3 separate regions of the Mus musculus genome follow, and all the other regions are linked to region 3. The links are chromatin contacts, called in public promoter capture Hi-C maps. All regions are on one chromosome and are shown on one strand. The core of a region is the stretch at or near the end of the contact, and the rest is flanking DNA. Distances in the headings are between cores, read along the strand shown.

Region 1 (3,028 bases), core at 319-2,818, 530 kb after region 3:
TAAGCCAGTTATGGGGTTTTGTTTTGTTGTTTTGTTTTTTGAGTCAGGGTCTCTTTCTGTGTAGCCCTAACTATCCTAGAACTAGCTTTGTAGACCAGGCTGGCCTCGAACTCACAGAGATTCATATGCCTCTGCCTTTGAAGTGATGGGATAAAAGACATGCGCTATCAGCTGAGTGAAGTCAGTTTTAGAAAGACAAACGTTGTATGTTTTCTCTATGCACTTTATATAGATGCATGCAGTAGTGCAGGCATGTATGGTGTGAAAGTAGAAACAAAATATTGTCCCAATGAGAACTAACAGAAGTTAGGAGAGGGGAATGGGACTTGTGGGACCATGCTCAATGTATAACACACAGGTGTGTGAACTGCCCTTTTGTAACACGGTATCATATATACGTAACGTAATTTTTTTTCAGCATTGATTTCATAGAAGTTGATAGTGCAATGATTGTAAGAGACTGGGGTGGTTAAGGGACAGGGTTAGAGAAATACTTCAAAAGGTTTACTTTAGAACAGGTAGGGACTGCACACTGTAATTTGGAAAAACTTACAAAGTATGATGCATGTGTTCTCAGCCTAAAATTGCAGCTCCGTAAGAGAGTGTGTTTTGCTGTCCCTGACTTTTCTAGTTTCAGTTCTGTTGCTGTGACGAGTACCTTAACCCTAACCGAAAGCAATTTATGGAAGAAGAGAAAGGTTTTATTTGGCTTCCAATCCCAGGCTACAGTTCGTCATTTCCAGGAAGTCAAGACAGGAACTCATACAGCCCCAGTCACATCACCTCCATAGTCAAGAGCAAAGAGAGGATCAATGCACAGATTCTTGGTTGCTTGCTTTCAGCTAGCTGTTTTCTCTCTAATACTATTTAGAAGCTCCCTGCCTAGGGAATGGTATCACCACAGTGAGATGGGTCTTCCTTTATCAATGGACAGTCAAGATAATCCCCCAACAGACATGAGCACAGGCCAACCCATTGCAGATGTCCCTCCCTGAGACTGTCCCTAGGTTATTCTGGCTTGTGCCAAGTTAACAATGAGCAGTAACCATCCCAATGACAAAACTCTTCAATGGCATCTGCTAATTAAAAGTCAAAAGATGGTAGGGGGATAGCTCAGTGACAAGGTAGCGTTGCATTCTTTTGCTGAGATGAAGCAAAACCATCCCTCTGGCTTAGCCTGGGTCTGATGCTTTGGCCACGGTTTGTCTGAGCCTTCTCCAGCTCCACTGGAGACCGTGGTTCCCAGCCACATGCATACCACGGAGCTTTCTATGGCTTGGGCAACCAGTTGTCTGTTCCAGTGACCACTCAAGCTGACCTGTGGGCTCTGGGGAGCCCTCAGAGAGCTATGGGGTTTTATGCAGTGGCTGCTCTAAAAGCCAAACACAAGTCGAGGTGACCTGATTTCTTCAAGGGCACACCAGGTCAGGGTCTCTTTGAGTCCCTTTTATGAAGTCTTCTAGCAGATTCCTGCTTCAGAAATCCCACAAGCCACAGTCAGCTGCACTGCTGTGGATATCCGCACCCCCAGGGAACACTGGTGCGGGAACAAAATGGACAGTTAATACTCTAGGATCCTTGAACCCTGCGACTACACAGCTGGAAACCTCTCCCTACTTGGCCTTTGTACAGGAACCTCTGAGCCTTCCCAGGATTTCCTTTGATCTCTCTCTTTCCCCCCTCCCCCTCCCCTCCCCCTCCCTCCCTCTCATATGGTATTCACAGAAAACCAAAGCCAAACTCCTCCCTTCTTCCTCGTCTTCATATTTATTTTTATTCATTCATTTATTTATTTATTGGAAGCACGGCAGTCCAGGCTAGCCCTCTACTCTCCTTCTGCCTCAGTCTCCCAAGTGCTGTGATTACAGGCACATGCCCCAGTTCCTGTATGACTTGTTATTCTGATGTATAAACCATGACTATGACTTTTTTTCAGATATTTTCCCTGTCCACTCATCCATCAGTGGTCACTGTAAGCCCAGAGCAACCTTTGATTTTTATAAATTGACTCAGACATTTGTCACAGTAAGGGAAAGCTGAGGGGCATAGCTTGGTGACCCTGACCCCCCCTAGCAAACAGAGAGGACACTGGGAGTTTTCCTGGTCCTTCTCATGGACTCAGCTTCTAGTTTCATTTCCTGACTCCTCCTGGCCTGCCTCTCCCTTTAGCCTCTTCTGCTTCCACCACCAAATCAAACATTCGTCCCTCCAAATCCCCAAATCCAGAATGTCCTAATCTCAGGCTCTCTGAAGAGCTGATTGCAAAAGCTCAGCATCTGGAGTTTTTCTGTGACTGTAGCATTTGAGGGTTTTGTTGTTGTTGCTGTTATTGTTGTTGCTGCTGTTGTTTTAAGTTTTACACTCTGCAGTTTGTCTGCTGGGCCTCCTGCCTGCCAGGCCTGCAGGCTTCCTCCCTCAGAGCCTTCTCCCAGGTCTTCCTCCTCATCTCCCACACTGGCTCTGTGCCCTTGGACCTCGGCAATCCCAGCCCTACTCAGCCCCACTCTTGCCAACAGGGATGTCTGGTTTGCTCCTGCCCTCTGGCTTTGTTTCTTCCATCCCACAGTTCTCCGGCACCTCCGTTCTTTTAGATAGGAATCCACTCAAGCTTTCTGTGCCAGCTCACCAAGAAGAGGTACCATGCATGCACCTCTTGTCTTGCACATGTCCCCTCTGCTGCTACTCCACCCCGGTCTGTAGACTACAGGGACCTGTAACAGACAGCCGCCAGGCAGTCGATGCTAGCTAGTTGAGACTAGGGGCTGGGATGTGGCTTGGTTCTTAAACCCCAATGTGTTTTACTTTCTTTACCAAAGAAAGGCATGGCTTGCATTAGAAACTAGGATTGGGGCTGCAGTGTGGCTCAGGAAAGAGTGCTTGCCTAGCAGGCTGGAGGCATTAGGTTTCATCCACTGTAGCACAAAACTCAAAGCACAAAGAAACTACAATTGCTAAGTGAGTATTACCCAAACTGTTCTGGACCTTGTCACAACAATGTTCAACTTCAGCCCCTCTGCCAAATGGATCA
Region 2 (2,925 bases), core at 182-2,681, 690 kb after region 3:
GGATTTATGTACAAGGCCACAGTCAAAATGCCTTTTTATAAGGGGGGTGGGGAGGGGAGATGTCCTAAGTTGAATGACAAGCTTTTGTTTTACCTACTATCCATGACAGTGGAAGATACACTAACGTGCTGGGTTTTTTTGGGAAGAATATCCCACTACTTGCTCTAGTGTCTTAGCTATTTTCAGTTAGATGTTTTCCTCAATCAGCTAGCTAGAAAATGATAAAAATTCCTACTTGCACATGGCAGGGAATAAGTCTTAAATGTGAATTCACCTTGATTACCCTCCCTGGTTCTGACGGGCAAAGTTACTAGCGCTCTGTCTAAACTTGTATTGAAATGTCTGGCATTAATAAAACAAAGAAGGAATTAATGTATTTTTTAACTTGTGAAGGAAAGGAGAGGAATCCACAAAGTCGGATTTCCCTTCCTAAGTAGCATTAGATTGGTCTACATTCATAACTTTCCCAGCAGGCCTTTCCAAGCTCTTACTTCAAACAAACAGTGTCTTTGTTTTTCAGATCCTCTTATGTGTAACATTTGATCAAAGTTTTTAAATTGGCAGCTAACAGAGGAGAAGAAAATACTGTTCACTAGGTATCACACAAGGCCATACTTTTCAGCTCAAGTGGAAGCTGCTACAAGCTGGACTGCTGACATCTTCCAGGTAAATACAATTTCAGTACTGAGTTACAGATCATGTACTCTGAATATTGTTTTATTCCACTTCATCACACATACAAGACCCCTACAGATCACTAAAGCAAGCCTTAAGAAAATTCTTTCCTTCTTTCACCTTAAAGAGACGTACAAGGCATCAAGCAATCATATTCCTAGTCAAGCCTACTACACAGCTTTAAAACCAAACAAAGACCAAAGTTCTTCCTCTGCAATAAAGAAGGGCAGAGGTATTGTTTCAGGTAAATAAATGACCTATACCTACTATCATAGCCATACTGATGAGGTGGGATCTGATAAGAAAACCAGAAAAAAATCAACTCATCAATTATGCCTAAACATCCTTATCCAACTAAATCCCCCCTCAAGAAATGGTGGAAAAAAGATTAGTGAAAGAGATATCTCACACTTTAACACGCAATATAAGGAGAGAGGGCTGAAAGGAAATCTTGCAGGGAATTTTATCCCTTTGAACTTTCAAATAAACTCTTAAATAAGATTATGCAAACTTACTAAAAACCGGTCCTGATTAGAGGGAAAAAATGCACCCCTTCTCCACGTCAGTTCTAGAGGCTTTCTCCAGAGTTGTTAAGGTTTGTGTTGGGTAAAGAAAGACCTCCTAACAAACCAGCATTCTTTTCCACATGATCAGAGCTAATTGGCCCCCCTGCAGACTAAGTGACCAATCACATCAGCTTCAGCTGAAACCAGCCCTCACGGACATTATAAACACAGGAATGTAAGCTGCAAAGCCAGTCCAAGAGGAGAACCTACAAACGACACTACAGGTTAAAACCACCGGGTCAAAAAGACAAGAGGCTGCTAGCTTCCTTAAGACCTTCTTTGGTAGGCTGGCCCCACAAAGGAACCGGTGAGTACTTAAATAACCTTCACCATTATTCTTTCCTTCAGGGGAACAAGTAAGGAAGCTGACAGCAGATAGGGGCAGAACTAGATTGCTTACAGTAGAGCTTTAAACAGACATTACCTAGATAGTCAGAACTAAGGTTTGTTCTTTTCCTTAAATTTTAGAATTGGCAAAGAGCCATGCTGAAAGCATTAGTAAAAGGTTAGCTCTTAGTTGTTTTAGTAAATCCATACTAATGTTATACTGTGTAAATGGGTAGGAAAAGATCCTAGATAAAAATTCAGTGGTTTTATAAAAGAATGTGTGGGGTTTTGTTGTTGTTGTTTGGATGGAATTAGGAACACCTGAAAATAAGCATATGGAAATAAATGCCAAAAAATGAACTATTATGATTTTAATTTTCTTAATCTTCAAAAAGCTGCATATCCTAATTTAAAATTTCTTTTTAAGCAGGAGATTATTAATAACATAGATTCTATATATAAGAAAATAAAATATGAACTACTCTCTAAGCTTACATAATAGGGTTAATACATTGTTTGCCCTAATTATAGAGGCCAGGAAAGGTGCTTATGAGACTTTCAACACAGCCTTTAAAATGTTTGCATAAGGCATGAACAAACACTGTATTCATTTAGCGTTTCTAAGTGCAGCCTCTATCTTAACTGTAGGAACAGGAATTACAGCACTCCTCTAGAAGCACAGCAACAGAAAACTAAGTTTAAGAGCTACCACCTAATGAACAGAGCAACATTGTCATTTTGATGATTAATGAAGCTATCAAACTACCATTTTTAAAATAAGTACTTTTCCCATCAAACAATTTATAAATTTATACATATTTTACAGCCCCCACATTGATACACACATATATTTTCCAGTTGTCTATTCTACTTCCTGCTATGACTAGTTCATGAAAATCACAGAAAAATCTAAGTCTAGATAAATACCTTCCACATGCACTCCTAGTTAAGTATACAGCACAAACCCATAACCCTAGGACTTGGGAGATAACAAGTAGCAACATCAGTTCAAAGACATCTGGTTATAAAAGCCGAGTTTGAGACCAGCTTGGACTGTAATAATACCAATCTCAAAAAGAGAGGGGGTGGAAGAAAGGGAGGAGGAAAAGAGGTAGTTACGCATTTGTGTGCTTGTGATGATGTAAAAATTATTTGAAAATATGTCTACCCATTAGACACTTACATTTGAAGAGGAAGGGGGGGAAATCCTATAAACATCCAGCAGCAGCAATAAAAAAACTTAAGGCCAGGTAAGCAGATATAAAATCATACAGAAACCATCCTATAGAAAACAGTTGAGAAACTAGATATAAACTTACAAACTGGCAGGTAGACTTTAAGAAATCATATTATTTAA
Region 3 (3,118 bases), core at 376-2,875:
CAAATAAATCTTTAAAAATTTTTGAAAAGGAAGGAAGGAAACAACTACCAAAGGGAAGAGAAAAGAAGACAGACAGACAGACAAGACTAAGGATAATAATTAGCCCAGTCTGGGATATTGAATATGTATCAAGTGTGGGTTAGAAACACAAAGGCACATTTACAACAACACACTTGTCCTGGGAAGAGTCAGAGAGGATGCAGTAGGGTTAGATTTGCTCAAAATCCATTTTATACGTGTATAAGATTCTCAAATTATAAAACTAAAAACTACTTTTAAAGATCACGATAAATTTACTTTAGTGAAGACCATCAATTGTTGGAATGTGAAAAGGGACGGTGAAGACACCTTTGTCCAGGCTAACGCTGCACCTTATTTTAAGGACACAGCTTTGGATGTTTACAGCTGAGGACTATTTGTGAACTACCTCCCCGAGCCTGGGAAGCACACAAAACTCCAGAGTGCTCTTTAAAGGGAGGTAGAGAACGGGAATGAGCAAACCGAAGCTTCATTTCTTACTGTGTTTTTCCGTCTATTTCCAAAAGCAATGATGAATGCAGCCTGGTGATTATGAGAATGTCAGTGGTACACCCACATATCAACAAGCATGGTGAAAAGTCACACTACTGCAATTCTGTTGGAAGGACAACAACAAAACCCAAAGACAACAAATGAATGGCTTCGTCATCCAAAGCCGACTCTCTTCACCTGCTTAAGGAAAAATGATGTACCTTGGAAAGTGGCTTTCCCGGGTGGCAGTTGATCCCGCCAATGTAGACCATGTTGGGCATCACAGGTCTGGGGAACTCCAACACAAAGTCAGTGCGAAACATCCAAATGGACACTGAGCTGAAGAGGTCTGTCATAGTCACTGGGGTCTGCAGAACTTCAGAGGCAATTTCTATAGCAGTTTTGAAAAAATAGGGGCAAAATGCACGTTCCTTCATGTAGGAGAAATAGTTCCACACTCTCTCCTTAAAAGTCATGGTGTCTGCGAATTTTGAGAGAATTCTGGGGACATAAGAAGGAGGACTTGGGCACTGGGCACCCTCATCAAGATAGTGACAAAATATCCCACCGCTGAAGACCACGGACGGGAGAGAAAAGTACTTAGCTATAGTTAAGCCACACACATCGAAAGGATCCAGAAACACAGCATCAAAAGATCTCTGCTTCAAGTACTCCACTAACTTCTTGTCGTTAAACAAACTCCTACAGTGTGAAAACAGTACTTGGAAGAAACCTTTGCCTGAATGCTTCAGTAGTGAGAACATTCCTACTTCTCGATTTTCCCATTGCTTGTGAGCAAAAAAATTGAAGTGGTGGCTTAAATCTTCCAGAGTGTAAGAAACAGAGTAGGTTTTCACTGTAAAATTCTGTGACTTTCCCAGGTGCCAACTCACCTCTGGGATGACTACCACAACCTCATGCCCTCTGTGGCTCAATTTCTCCACAATCATCTTCATGGAGAACCAGTGGCTCCCATCCATGGGCACCACCAGCAGCCTGCCTGCCTGGGCCAAGCCAAAGGCCAACAGCAGGCACACACGGAGAGGAAGAGAGGCTGGAAAAACTGCAGGAGCCATGGGAGAAACACAGCCCAGGAGAATACATGGGCTGGGACTGTGTGTTCTTCTAATTTGGGAAGAGGAAAGCTTGTGGAATCTAGAAAGCCTCCCCCCAGAGGAGGGCGTGGACTCACCTTCATTAAGAAAGTACACTCCCTGACAATGACTGACTTTTGAAAACAATAACAATTGAGCCATTATTGAGATGCCTACTTGTTTGTTTTTCTGATAAGAAGGGCCTATGACCCTTTTCTTGGGCAGAATCACATAACATGAGTTTAGAAATTGTTATGAAGAAATACACTTGACTCTATATCCAAACGTTTTCCCAAGAGGAAGAAAGAAAGTGTCAAAAGAATCTCACATTTTTAGAATTGGTTCCAAAGTAAAATCTGGACACTTTCTTTAGGCCACTACACTGTGTCCCAAAGGGAATTGCTGCCTCTGCTCCCAAGGCCTATGGGGAGGTTCTTAGCACGACCCTTCTGACAGTAAAAAGACTCTGCCAGATGAGCAATGCTGCTGGTCTCGGCATTGCAGAAGAATTCTTATTCCATTGCTAAACTCCTGGAAAGCTGGGATATGCTAAGATAAGCAGCTATAGTATGGATCATGTCAAGGACCTGGTGGCATGTGACTGTCATCTCTCTTACTTTTCATATGTCCAATGCAATGTCACATAGTCTAAAAAGAGGTTGAGACCTCTGCTGTGGGTTTCCCCAAGGGAATCTATGCCATTTTGTTCCACAGTCCCTTGAGTACACCTTGAAGTCAGGACATATGATTCCCTTGTGTATTCATCCTATTTGCACAGTGCCCAGATATGGCTTATCTGGAGAAGAACAAAAAGAATTTGTCTTTAGACTCAACTGCATCATGCAAGTTTTCTATATAGTTTCATGGATAGCTTAGTGGTATATATCAGGTAATAAGGTACATTTAGCAAGAAATTGTATAGTCATCCTGGGAGGGGGTTGATCCTTGTTTGTTCCAAACATTGTCCCTTTTTACCTTAAATGTCACTTTTAATAGATATATACTTAGTCATCTATTTACCTTGGTGACTGGGAAACACTCAGGTGATCATTTTTGAAGACTCAACAATGGCTAGCATGCCATGTCTTGAATCCCAGTACTAGGGAGGCAGAGGCAGGTAGATATTGTGAATTCAAGGCTTGCCTGGTGGACATAGCAAGCTCCAGAACAGCTGGATCTATATAATAGACGCAGCCTCAAAATAAAGCCAACCAAACAAAAAATGGCTAGTATGACATCTAGTTTCTGGTTCAGGAAGACTCAGGCTCAGATTCTCCCAAAGAAAAATAAACTAACAGCTCCCCAAGACCTCACTTTGAAACCATAACAATTGAAAACAAGTCCAGGAAGCATGAATGGTTCACAGAACTTAATGAAATTCAAGTAAAGTAAAAAGGAAGGAACAATTGTCTTACTCGGATCACACCACCCAACTCTTATCCCCAAATCAGGGCAATGAAGATAAGGAGATCATTTACCCTGAACATAAACCTGCTGGCAGAGAGGTGAGCTAG

The links. Promoter capture Hi-C pulls out the DNA fragments that hold promoters and counts their contacts.
Region 1: a contact with region 3 is called in a promoter capture Hi-C map of liver, with 2.3 times the contacts expected there. The contact joins the enhancer-like site here to the promoter of Ugt1a8 in region 3. A contact is called at or near these places in 7 of 39 promoter capture datasets (cranial neural crest, embryonic stem cells, frontonasal cranial neural crest and 3 more) and 1 of 9 other capture datasets (macrophages).
Region 2: a contact with region 3 is called in a promoter capture Hi-C map of liver, with 2.7 times the contacts expected there. The contact joins the promoter of Kcnj13 here to the promoter of Ugt1a8 in region 3. A contact is called at or near these places in 13 of 39 promoter capture datasets (the 3T3-L1 cell line, the C10 cell line, cranial neural crest and 8 more) and 2 of 9 other capture datasets (adipose tissue and liver).

What each region holds. Positions count from the first base shown.
Region 1 is chr1:87,552,886-87,555,913 of GRCm38.p6, reverse strand. The region is part of intron 2 of Gm46099 (a long non-coding RNA gene); the gene reads right to left. It also overlaps a transcript of Ngef not described here. Among named protein-coding and RNA genes, the nearest start is that of Gm46099, 3.3 kb to the right of the region's middle. Within about 2 kb of position 1,568, at least 12 of the 459 cell types and tissues checked have an H3K27ac peak or open chromatin away from gene starts, as enhancers often do. A contact at or near this core is called in liver, where this site is marked.
Region 2 is chr1:87,393,235-87,396,159 of GRCm38.p6, reverse strand. Kcnj13 (potassium inwardly-rectifying channel, subfamily J, member 13) reads left to right here and starts at 1,431. Exons shown (of 3, transcript NM_001110227.2): 1 at 1,431-1,548. The region is part of intron 8 of Gigyf2 (GRB10 interacting GYF protein 2); the gene reads right to left.
Region 3 is chr1:88,086,335-88,089,452 of GRCm38.p6, reverse strand. It overlaps Ugt1a8 (UDP glucuronosyltransferase 1 family, polypeptide A8), which reads right to left and starts at 1,625. Exons shown (of 5, transcript NM_001378375.1): 1 at 732-1,625. The coding sequence starts at 1,586. All of the region lies in intron 1 of Ugt1a10 (UDP glycosyltransferase 1 family, polypeptide A10), which reads right to left. The region is part of intron 1 of Ugt1a9 (UDP glucuronosyltransferase 1 family, polypeptide A9); the gene reads right to left.